Linked DNA regions of Mus musculus: region 1 is linked to region 2. A link is a contact called in public Hi-C data. All regions are on one chromosome and are shown on one strand. The core of a region is the stretch at or near the end of the contact, and the rest is flanking DNA. Distances in the headings are between cores, read along the strand shown. Region 1 holds the start of Lrrc25 (leucine rich repeat containing 25). Region 2 has its middle 27 kb from the start of Gatad2a.

Region 1 (5,321 bases), core at 2,002-4,501, 620 kb after region 2:
CCGCCTGGAAACAGCTCTGCGATCTGCAGATGGCTCTCCAAGTTCCAGGCCAGCCCTCAAGTGTGCATGGAACCACTCTAAAAAACTCATCATCTGTGGTACATCAAGGTGTCTTCACGGCTATGGCCAGACTCTCTGTTTAGTTATAGACACCTTCAGAAGCCACTCAAGCAGCCTGGGCCTCAGTTTCCCTGTCTGTGAAATGGAGGTGATGTTATTACTCTCCCATGAGTTCTAGGGAAGGCCTGCACCCTGAGCCTTGGCCCCAGATCCTCTCTGAGGATCCAGTCTTTTAGAGTAGCTCAGGCTGGCCTGGGAAAGCACAGGAGGCAGCAACCAAACAGAAGCAGCTGCTCTCCGGGGTCCATGGTGGTGGGTGTGGCCAAGCTCCTGCAGTTCAGGGCTGTTCTCCAAAACCCTCTGCACAGGGATCCTCTAGACTCTGACACAGAAATGCAATGCTGTGGGGGTGCACCATGGTAGCCACCCTGCCTTCAACCATGCCCTGTTTATCTACAATAATTATTTATAATTCTGTGAGGGTCTCTGCCAACACCAGGGCCAGCAGAGAAACAACCCTGGTGAGGCAGGAGGGAAATCCCTTTTAACAGAACTTGTCAGCTGGAGTCTGACACAGGACAGTTTATTGTAGCCATATTTAAGCACAATTTGGGGGGAAAAAACCATTCTGCTGATAATTAACCTAATCCCCTGTGTCCAAAGAAACTTAAGGCATGTTTACATTGAATCTCTTTACAGAGTGCATATGGACACTTCAATAAAGATGGGTCCTGTTGACCAAGAGACAAAATGTCCACAATAAGGACTGGCCTGACCCTGCAGACAGCACAAGTCACCAGGCTGTTAACCACATCCACATTCTGGGTAGGAGACAGCCATATGTGTCTTCTGTTGAAAAGACTAGCCTGCTGTTTAACGTCCCTAGTTTCCTGAGTGCTTCTCTGTGAAGCCTTCGAGTCCTCTATGAGGTCCCATCCGCTGACCGAATTCACTTGTCAATCTTAATCTGACCAATGACTCTCAGTGTACCCAGTCACACAGCCCATCCCCTGGTCTTTGCTTGGTCAGCAGCCTGGCACGCAGCCTTCCTCCTTCCTGTTAATAAGAATGGAGTGCCCATTGCACAGTCTTCATGGGAGCCAGGAAGGGGTCAGTATAGCAGGACCTAGGGCCTGGCTGCAGGGAAGGCTGTAGGCAGGAGTAGGCATTTCTGGGGTGTCAGACATTTGTGGGGGGACAAGCAGCAGGTAGAGTTGACCTCAGAGACTGGGACAGTGGGGGGCCCAGGCTGTTTCAGCACGGGAGCATTAGGACAGCAGAGCTCAATTGTGGGGTGTAATATATTGGGGACTTTGGTACTGAGAGCTGTCTAGGGATCTTGGGAGTTTTGTGTGTGTGTCACTGGCACTTTGGAGACATTGGAGGTCTCTCAATATCTTTGAGGGTCTCAGGGGTGTCTCTAAGAATCATTGGATATTTTGAGGTGTCTTTGAGCATATATGGTTGTGGCTGAGGGCACTTCTGGCTTCTGTGGCTTTCATTCAAAGATTTTTGTAGACTGGCGCTTGCCACTGTGCCTGACAGTCTGAGGTCAGCCTCTGACCACATGGAGGAGGGAGAGAATAGTCTCTTGTCAGCTGTCCTCTGTCCTACCTGCCATCTCTGCTTCCAGAATATTCCACACCCTAAAAATGAGCCCCTGAGCCCCAGTGTCATGAGCGGGTGGAAGCTGCTAAAGCTCATGTCGTCGTCGGGTCTGACAGCTGTTGCTCAGGGTCATCCACATGGGATGTCATGTCACAGACACTTGGGCTGCTCGTGTGGGACCCAAACCCCAGGCTCACAGCTGGGCTGTGTCTGAGCTCCCTCAATTGCTGAGCACAATCTACAGCCCCAAGAAGGTCTCACCAAGCCAGGCGGTGGTGGCGCACGCCTTTAATCCCAGCACTTGGGAGGCAGAGGCAGGCATGTTTCTGAGTTCAAGGCTAGCCTGGTCTATAGAGTGAGTTCCAAGATAGCCAGGACTACACAGAGAAACCCTGTCTTGAAAAAACAAAAAACAAACAAACAAAACAAAACAAAACAAAACAAAACAAAGGCCTCACCAGGGTCAGGGAACACACACAAACCCAGCTACCAGCATAGGCCAGGCCCCCAAGTGCTAGGGTTCCTGTATCCCACGACCCTGTCAGCCTTGCCACATGGAGCCTCTACATAGGTATCGTCCCCAAGGGGGTCAAGGACAGAGCTGGTCACCCGACCCTATGACCTCACACAGCCTAGCCACTTTCTCTTCTAGGACAGTCTCTCCCTGGGTGGGGTTCTTTCTGATAGCCTGGCATGTCTCTCTGCCTCAGGAATACAGATTCGGTCTTCATACCCCCAACCTCCTCCCTTCCCCTGAGCATACTCCAGCCTGGTTTCCACTGGCCCCGGGACTTGCTGGCTCTGGATTACCCATTTCCACCAGTGTGAGAGTGAGGCCCACACTTCTAGTTCCCCCTTCAGCTTCCTCTTACCCAGCTGCTCCTTGGGCCTCAGGGTCTTAGCTCCTGCTGCCTGCCAGGCACTTATCAGCTATGTGCCCTCCCCTAGCTGGTCCCTACAGCCCCTTTCCAATAGCCTGCTGCAGAAACTTCCACGAAGCACCTGTGAGGGTTAGGAGCTTGGAGAAGTAAGGACAGTTTTTGTTTGTTTGTTTGTTTGTTTGTTTTTTAAAGATTTATTTATTATATGTAAGTACACTGTAGATGTCTTCAGACATTCCAGAAGAGGACATCAGATCTCCTTACAGATGGTTGTGAGCCACCATGTGGTTGCTGGGATTTGAACACAGGACCTTCAGAAGAGTAGTCGATGCTCTTAACCGCTAAGCCATCGCTGCAGCCCTAGGGACAGGTTTTAAGACTCCTTGACAACTCCTAGCTATGTGTTGCTAGCTATCTCTTCTTAGATACCTTGTGGAATTCTGTCCCTTTTTCCTGTCCTGCCTCTATTTGGGGCGGGGCGTGGGGGTGGGGATCGGACCTCTGATCACTGTCCAGTTCTGACCTTTTCCAGGACCAGATGTCCCCCGAGTACCTGCCCAGAGCTGAGGCACTTTAAGTGATTGTTCATTGAGTGAATATTTGCAGAGCCCAGCAAAGATCAGGAAGCGGGTGGAGGGGAAGCTGCGGGCCAAGGAGCTCAGGGTGAGGTCACAGCAAGAGAGAAGTGGGACAGTAAGGCCCCTCCTCCTCTCGTGAGAGCCTGAGGCTGGCAGAGGGCTCTCTGCTGTCCCCTCCACTCCTACACCTACTCGTCTTCCCGTCTTCCCGCAGGCGTGGATTAACAGGTGGAAAGCACCAGGAGCTGTGAACCCCAACCCAGACCCTAGGACCCTGAGGCTTACGAGACATCACGAAGGCCAGGAGGTGAGACTCAAGGCAACGTCGCGTCCAGCTCACTCGCGGATTGGGCAATGTAGAATAATAGCAGGGTCTGCAGGAAAGATGGCCAGGATCGGGCTAGGAGGTTTCCAGGACAACAACTCGTTTGCATACGGTTGTGTGGTTGTGTCTTGGCCAGTGAGAGGTGCTGCAGAGATGCAAAGCCTGGGCAGGTGTGTGTGGGGGTGGGATAGTCTAGTCTTGTGGTGGGCAGGTGCAGGATGCACCCATTTCACAGACCAGCATTTGGAGGCCCAGGAACCAGGGAAACCCAGAGAAAGGTGGCCAGCCAGGGGCCATGGGCTTCCATGTCAGAAAAGCCTTAACTGGTTGGGGTGCTTTATTTGGGTTTTATTGGGTCTCACTAAGTAGACCCGGCTAGCCTCGAACTCGCAGAGATCCACCTGCCTCTGCCAGACGAGTACTGGGATTAAAGGCACGAGCCACTACATGGTTTGAATTATTAATCTGTATTTAAAACAAAACCAAACCAGTGTTTAACTTAGGTGTTACCACACAGGTTGCTGGGATGGGAAGCATCAGAACTAGGTTGCTGTGGTTATGTCTCCTGATGCTGTTGGCCCTGCTTCACAAGTCAGGAAGTCAAGATCTCACCTGCATGGTTCACCCGAGCAGGGTAGACTGGACTCAGACATTTAATGGCACCTGCCTCAATTTCAGTGGCCTTGGCCTGTCCCTGCCAAGGAGCCCCTTGCAGGCCAGCCATGCTCAAGTCCTGGACCTGTCTAAGAATGGCCTGCAGGTGCTCCCTGGGGCTTTCTTCGACAAGCTGGAAAAGCTGCAGACCCTGATTGTCACCCACAACCAGCTGGACAGTGTGGACAGGTCCCTGGCCTTGCGCTGTGACCTGGAGCTCAAGGCAGACTGCAGCTGTGGGCTGGCCTCCTGGTATGCTCTCCGCCAGAACTGCTCCGGGCAGCAGCAGCTACTGTGTCTACACCCAGCCACCGAAGCTCCAAGGAACCTCTCCACCTTCCTTCAGGTCAGCTGTCCCCCCAGCTGGGGCCCGGGGACCATTGGAGCCCTTGTTGCTGGGACTATCTCCCTGGCTGTGGCTGTCAGTGGATCTGTGCTGGCCTGGAGACTTCTTCGCCGCCGCCGCAGAGCCAGTGAGCACAGCCTCAGCAAAGCCCAGATGTCCCCACACGATATCCCCAAACCAGTGACAGATTTCCTGCCAAGGTACAGCAGCCGGCGACCTGGCCCCAAGGCCCCAGACTCACCACCCAGCAGGTTCACAATGGATTATGAGAATGTCTTTATTGGCCAGCCGGCCGAGGACTGCTCATGGTCTGCAGCCAGGTGAGTGACCATAGATCCCTGCCCACAGTGAACAAGGACTGCTTTAGCAGGACAGAGGCATGCCCCGTCAGAGTCAGCGGAATTACCAGCTACTCAGCAGTTGGCCTGAGACTGTCAGCTGGGCCTTGTGCAGGCTGTGTGGCCAAGTGGCTTCATATGTTCAGATGAGGGCTGCAGGCCTCCCCTCCCCTTTAGGGGTTGGGGTAAGAGTTTGGAAAGTTTCCAAGGGGCCAGTCCCCACGTTGTGAGCTGTAAACCCAGCTCATACCTCTGGAGGAAGCCAGGCTCCAGGTCAACTAGGGCTTGGTGAAAGGTCAGCAGCCCGGGCTCCTGACTTCGTGGATGTCTGTGTCCCCATGCTATAGGGACATCAATGGAATCTCCCTGTGGCTTGTAGGATGCACAGCAGGTGAGGACTGGATAAAATGAGTAAGGCTGTTAGGCTGTTGTCCCCACCTACCTTCCCACTTCCCAGCGGGGGGGGGGGGTGCAGGGGAGAGAGAGAGTTGAGAAATTTGTGAGTTGCCTGTGGAGGGTGACCCACCAGGG
Region 2 (5,753 bases), core at 2,138-4,637:
GTGTTTTGATATCTCCTGTATCCCACCCAGACTAGCTTCAGACTTACTACTATGTAGCTGAGGATGACCTTGAATTCTACTATTCCCTGATTAACTCTTGGTTTCTCCATCTCCATAATTTCTCTGCTAGATAGGAACTTTCCAAAACCCTTTCTGCTTCCCAACCACTTCCAGATAAAATCTAATCTGTCATCCCAAATTTAACACATCATTTGGCAAAAGTTAAAGCAAAAAGAGCTTCAACTATCTTCCCCCATTTTAAAAGTATTTATATTATGTGACGGTTGCTTTGCTTGTCTGAACCAAGTACGGTGTCCCCACTGTATGCCAGAAGAAGGCATCAGATTCCCTGGAACTGGAGTCACAGACAATTATGAACTGCTATGTAGGGTCTAGGAATCGAACCTGGACTAGAAAAGCAGCCAAGTGCTCTTAACCTCTGAGCCATCCTTCCAGTTCTGTCCCTTTTTAAGCAGGATCTCATGTAGCCCAGGTGGCCTTAAATGTCCTCCAGTTACAAGTAAGGCCTTGAACTCCTGATCCTCAGGCATAGACATCCCAAGTATGACAGGTATGTGCCATCACACCCAGTTTCTGCAATGCTTGTGCTAATCTTGTAGCTTATTAGTGGAACTTCATCTGGAGCCCCCTCTTATTTTCTTCAGCAGAGTCTCTTGTTGCCCAGACTGGTATCAAAATCCTCTTTCTGACGCCATCTTTCCTATGCCAAAATGGCAGGAGTGCACTACCATGCTTGACCCTTAATTCATTCCAAAGTCCTTGCCTGGTTTATAACCCTGCCCCCAAAGGACCCAGGTTTGTCTAAATAGGTAACCAAATAACCTAGTGAGTCAAAGTCATGAAAAGGCACAGACGAGAAAGACCTTCAGCTCTGAGGGTGCAAATGGTAAGCTGTGGTTGCTGTTACTGAAGACAACACGCATGGCCAGGCACACAGGTCACCAAAGGGAAGTTGTTACTGAAGGGATCTTAGGAGCCAAGAAGAATGCAATACAGAGAAACAGGCCTATTTATTACACCAGGCAGAATTGAAGCAATACAAAGAAACTGCTATACTAATATTAAGGAGAAAGTCATCAAATAAAATAAAGGATGAGACTAGAAAGAACTCAAGGATTCCATGTGAACCTTGAAGCTTGTATGAGAAGAATGGACTTATGCTTACAAGAAAGCTGAAGTTTTGGAAGAAAAGTAAGTGCAGATAGTAACAGGGATTGGAGGGACTATGACTTCTTAACTGATCTTAAACTGGTCCCAAATGATGAGGCCAACAAACACAGCGTCACTGACTAAGGAAGGGAGCCATGGTAAACACGAAGATGTTCCCTGCACGCTTGGCCCCTCTGCTCAGGAGCTACCACATTCTCTTCATGTTGAACCAAAGGGCTGGCAGAACTGGAAACAAACCCATACCTGCCACTTCTTAAGAAGGCCAATAATCACCCTCATGGCGGAAGACATCAGAACCCACAAGGGAGGCTGAGGCAGGAGCATCTCAAGTTCTAGGCCATCCTGGGTTGCATAGAAAAACCAGAAATTTGCCCAAAGGCTTACACTAGAGATGTGAACTAAAGTGCCTTGCACTGGCCCACAGTAGGGAACAAAAGCTAGTTTAATTCCTGTCACTAACTGGGATATTTTGCTAGCACAAGAATCAACCTATTTAAGTGATCCCTTGGTACTTTACACATAACTTTTCTTGTTTTTCTTGAGAAGGGTTTTTACTGTGTAGCCCAGGTTGGCTTAGAGCTTACTATGTAGTTCAGGATGACCTAGCACACATAGTCCTCTTGGTAGGTGTATTCCATTACATCTAGCATAATTTATTGTTGAATCAACAATTATTGATGGGATTATAGGTCAGCATAGTATGTAATTTCCCATTGTATGCAGAAGAGAAAGGCAGTGCTGGGCCTTGGTGGCGCACGCCTTTAATCCCAGCATTTAGGAGGCAAAGGCAGGCAGATTTCTGAGTTCGATGCCAGCCTGGCCTATAGAGTGAGTTTCAGGAGAGCCAGTGCTACAAAGAGAAACCCTGTCTCGAAAAAAGAAAAAAAAAAAAAAAAAGGAAGGTAGGAAGGAAGAAAGAAAGAAAGAAAGAAAGAAAGAAAGAAGAAAGAAAGAAAGAAAGAAAGAAAGAAAGAAAGAAAGAAAGAAAGAAAGAAAGAAAGAAAGAAGGAAAGAAAGGAAGGAAGAAAGAAAGGCAGGTACACTCAGCTACTGTTATTGGTCTACATCAACTGCTCAACTGTAGTATTACATCTTAACTGACACTTGTATTATTTACATCTCAAATCCAAAAACAATTATAACACGTATTGCTCTTGCAGAGAACCAGATTTCATTCCCAGCGCTCACATGGTGACTCACAACCCTCTATAACTCCAGTTCCAGGAGATCTGGTGCATGTGGTGTGCTTACATACATTTATACACATAAAAAACTTTAAATCTCCAATCCAGCAACATGCTCAAAGGTGAGAAAGCACTATGGTCTCATGGAGAGCATGCTCACATTAGCAATCAAAAATTGGTGCTGGGACCTAGAGAAATGGTTCAGTGATTAAGAGCACTGACTGCTCTTCTGAAAGTCCTGAGTTCAAATTCCAGCAACCACATGGTAGCTCACAACCATCCGTAATGAGTTCTGACCCTCTTCTGGTGCATCTGAAGCCAGCTACAGTGTACTTACATATAATAATAAATCTTTTTTAAAAATTGATAAGCAGTGCATTAGCTAGTGTCCAGCTCAATATATGCCCCCCCCACACACACACACACAACTAAACTACTACTGTACTGGTAAAATAATCCAAATAAATAATCAAAACTTTTGAGACCTAGACAGGGAATGCAATTCAGTTGATAGTGATTGCCCAGTGTGCACAGTGTGCATTCCCGGCCCCACATAAACTAGGTGTGATGGTGCACACCTGTCAGCTCAGAATTTAGGAAATAGAGGCAAGACACTCAGAAATCTAAGGTCATCCTCATCTTCATAGTTCAAGAACAGCCTGGGCTAAGGAAAAAATAATAATCCTAACCCTTTTCTTTGTCTGAAGTGAACTCTCTTTGAAGAGAGACTCCAGGTAGATACTCTAGTGAAATTCCTGAACCTCAGAGCCAAGGGCAGCCTAGTTTTATAATAAAAACTGAAGCAAGAGCCATGTGACTGAAGGATGAGTTTCCTTTCCCTGGTGGAAGCTGATTGCATCTCTTCACCAAGGCGTGGCCCTTCCTGGGTCTGGGGAATCAACTTGACGAACAGGCTGAGTGACATTCACGCCCATATAGGGAAGTGGGAGCTGGCCCAGGCAGCCCCACAGGCGTTAGGAAGGCGGGGCCTCTGCCAGCCAGAGACCTGTGGCTGCTCTCCTGAGAAGTCCCCTCGCACAGAGGAAGCGTTCCACCAGCACTGAGAGTGACCGCTGAGTAATGCCACAGACAGATAGCAAAAAGGTTATAGCCTCCAGGGTCGAGGGCCCAGGTCTGTCCCGGCATAAAGGAGACTGCTGAAGGAAGGATCGTAAATTGAAGGCTAGTCTGAGCTACAGACCCTCTTTTGAGAAACAACACAAAAAACAGGTGCGGTAATAATCGCAGCACTTCAGAAGAGGATCACTGTGAGTCTGAGGATAGCCTGGCTTGCAGAGGAAGGGGAGGGGAAGAGAAAAGGGAAGTGGGCTCTGGAAAGACGGCTTAGTGGCACTTGCTGCTCTTGAGTGTGACCCAAATACCCACTTATGGCAGCTCACAGTCGCCTCTGTGTGCAGCTCCAAGGGATCCAACGCCCCCTTCTGTCCTCTAAGGTCACCTGCAAGGCACATGTGCACAGATAGACACGTTAATAAAAATTAAATATATCTTTATTTTTAAAGGAAAAAAAAAAGAGGAAACGAAGGGAGAACTGTGTGTACTGACCCACCACTGTCACAGCAGCATGTCACGTAAGGATTAAGTTTTTATTTTTGTTTTTTTTTTTTTTTCCGAGACAGGGTTTCTCTGTATAGCCCAAGCTGGAACTCACTTTGTAGACCAGGCTGGCCTCGAACTCAGAAATCTGCCTGCCTCTGCCTCCAGAGTGCTGGGATTAAGGGCGTGCACAACCACGCCTGGCTGGAGGATTAGGAATTTAAGGGTTATCTTTAGCTACATATGGAATTCCAGGAAAGCCTAGGCTACAAGGAAAGGGAGGGTGACAGAAGGAGGGAAGAAAAGAAAGAGGCAAGAAGGGAGGAAGGAAAGAGAAAAGGGAGTTAGGTTAAAGCTATACAGAGTCACTAAAGAGTCTCTAAATGGCTGAGTTGCTTTGCACAGAGCTAAATACCACACCCTGCATCCCTGCAGGCATCTTCATTCATTAGAGTTGACCCAGCTTGTGTGTTGTGTATCTCTAGAATCACTGACCTACTGAAAGCAGCATCCTTTTGAGGGTCTGTGGGCTTGGTCCTGGTTTCCCCAGGGAAGCAAATCATTGTTTTTAGAGGGAAAAAGATCAGGTGCAATGGCACCAACAGGCCGTCGTTCGCACCCCTGTGCTTCCCTAGAGAAAATCAAGCAGACATCTACAAGCTATGGTGGACCACACTGTGCCTTTATTGAGATGAGTTTCTAGAATATACAGAAGCAAAGCCAGACTAAGCCCAGGAGCCCTTTCAGCCAAGCATTTTGTAGACAGGGCCTTAATATATAGCTCAAGCTGCCTGATATTCCTGTCTGTCTCAGCCTCCTATGGGATCACAGGCCTGTGCCACCACACAAAGCTGCTGGCTGAGTTTTTTTAAAAGATTTAAATTTTTAAATATTTAAAATTTATTTATTTATTTATTTTTCCTTTTTTTTTTTTTCTGAGACAGAGTTTCTCTGTAGCCCTGGCTGTCCTGGAACTCACTCTGTAGTCCAGGCTGGCCTTGAACGCAGAAATTCACCTGCCTCTGCCTCCCAAGTGCTGGGATTAAAGGCGTGCCCCAGTACTGCCTGGCAATAGTTTATTTTTTGAAAAAGGGTTTTATGTAACCTAGGCTGGACTCAAACTCTCTATGTAGCCAAAGATGACCATCAAGTTCTGATCTTCCTGCTTTCACCTCCCAACTGCTGGGATGATAGTCATGTGCTACGGTACATGGAACCCAGGGATTTTGTGTCAGCTGATCTACAGCTGTGTTAGTCAGTGAACTACAGTGACTTCTCCACCACCAGGAAGAGCATTTCTTTCAATTTCGAGTTTCTGAAAGAGAAAGCATTCTTCCTAGACAGGAGCCGCATAAGAAGAAGGAAGGAAGTGAGCTTACTCACAGCCACCTGGAGCTTCAGTAAGGTTTGAACATAGCATTACCAACATAAACTGAAGCACAAGGCAGGTGCCTCTTTGCCTCCCTGAATGTGGGTGTGGTCCCACCTGGGATCTGTGATACCATCTCATGCCCTCCAGTTCCTCCTCCCTGCCCCCCCCACCCCCCATAGGTATTTGAGCCTAGCTCAGAGAGTGAGCTCGTGGGATCTACTCAGATTTCTGGTTTCTGAAGGACACTGCCTCCTGCTGGAATATCCCACCCCAACCACCCGCTCTGAGTCTGAAGTGAGCCTCCAATTTAGGTGCTGGAAATCAAAGCCTAACCTTTTGGCCTTATGGAAGAGTAGATTCTGCTCTTAACCAAGAGCCAGCCATCTCTCCAGCCAGAGAGAGAGAGGGAGAGGGGACAGGGGAGAGGGGAAAGAAAGAGGGAGAGAAAG

Evidence for each region. Hi-C and Micro-C count contacts between places; a contact is called where the count stands out from the background.
Region 1: a contact with region 2 is called in a Hi-C map of Th1 cells, with 3 times the contacts expected there. The contact joins the promoter of Lrrc25 here to the enhancer-like site in region 2. A contact is called at or near these places in 1 of 39 promoter capture datasets (liver), 2 of 484 Hi-C or Micro-C datasets (Th1 cells and embryonic stem cells), 6 of 115 datasets of contacts at active chromatin or transcription factors (bone marrow-derived macrophages, embryonic stem cells, memory CD8 T cells and 3 more) and 1 of 9 other capture datasets (pancreatic islet).

The regions. Positions count from the first base shown.
Region 1 is chr8:70,613,593-70,618,913 of GRCm38.p6, forward strand. It overlaps Lrrc25 (leucine rich repeat containing 25), which reads left to right and starts at 3,252. Exons shown (of 3, transcript NM_153074.3): 1 at 3,252-3,434; 2 at 3,970-4,772. The coding sequence starts at 3,979.
Region 2 is chr8:69,998,039-70,003,791 of GRCm38.p6, forward strand. No RefSeq gene overlaps it. Among named protein-coding and RNA genes, the nearest start is that of Gatad2a, 27 kb to the left of the region's middle. Within about 2 kb of position 3,388, at least 276 of the 459 cell types and tissues checked have an H3K27ac peak or open chromatin away from gene starts, as enhancers often do. A contact at or near this core is called in Th1 cells, bone marrow-derived macrophages, embryonic stem cells and 6 more, where this site is marked.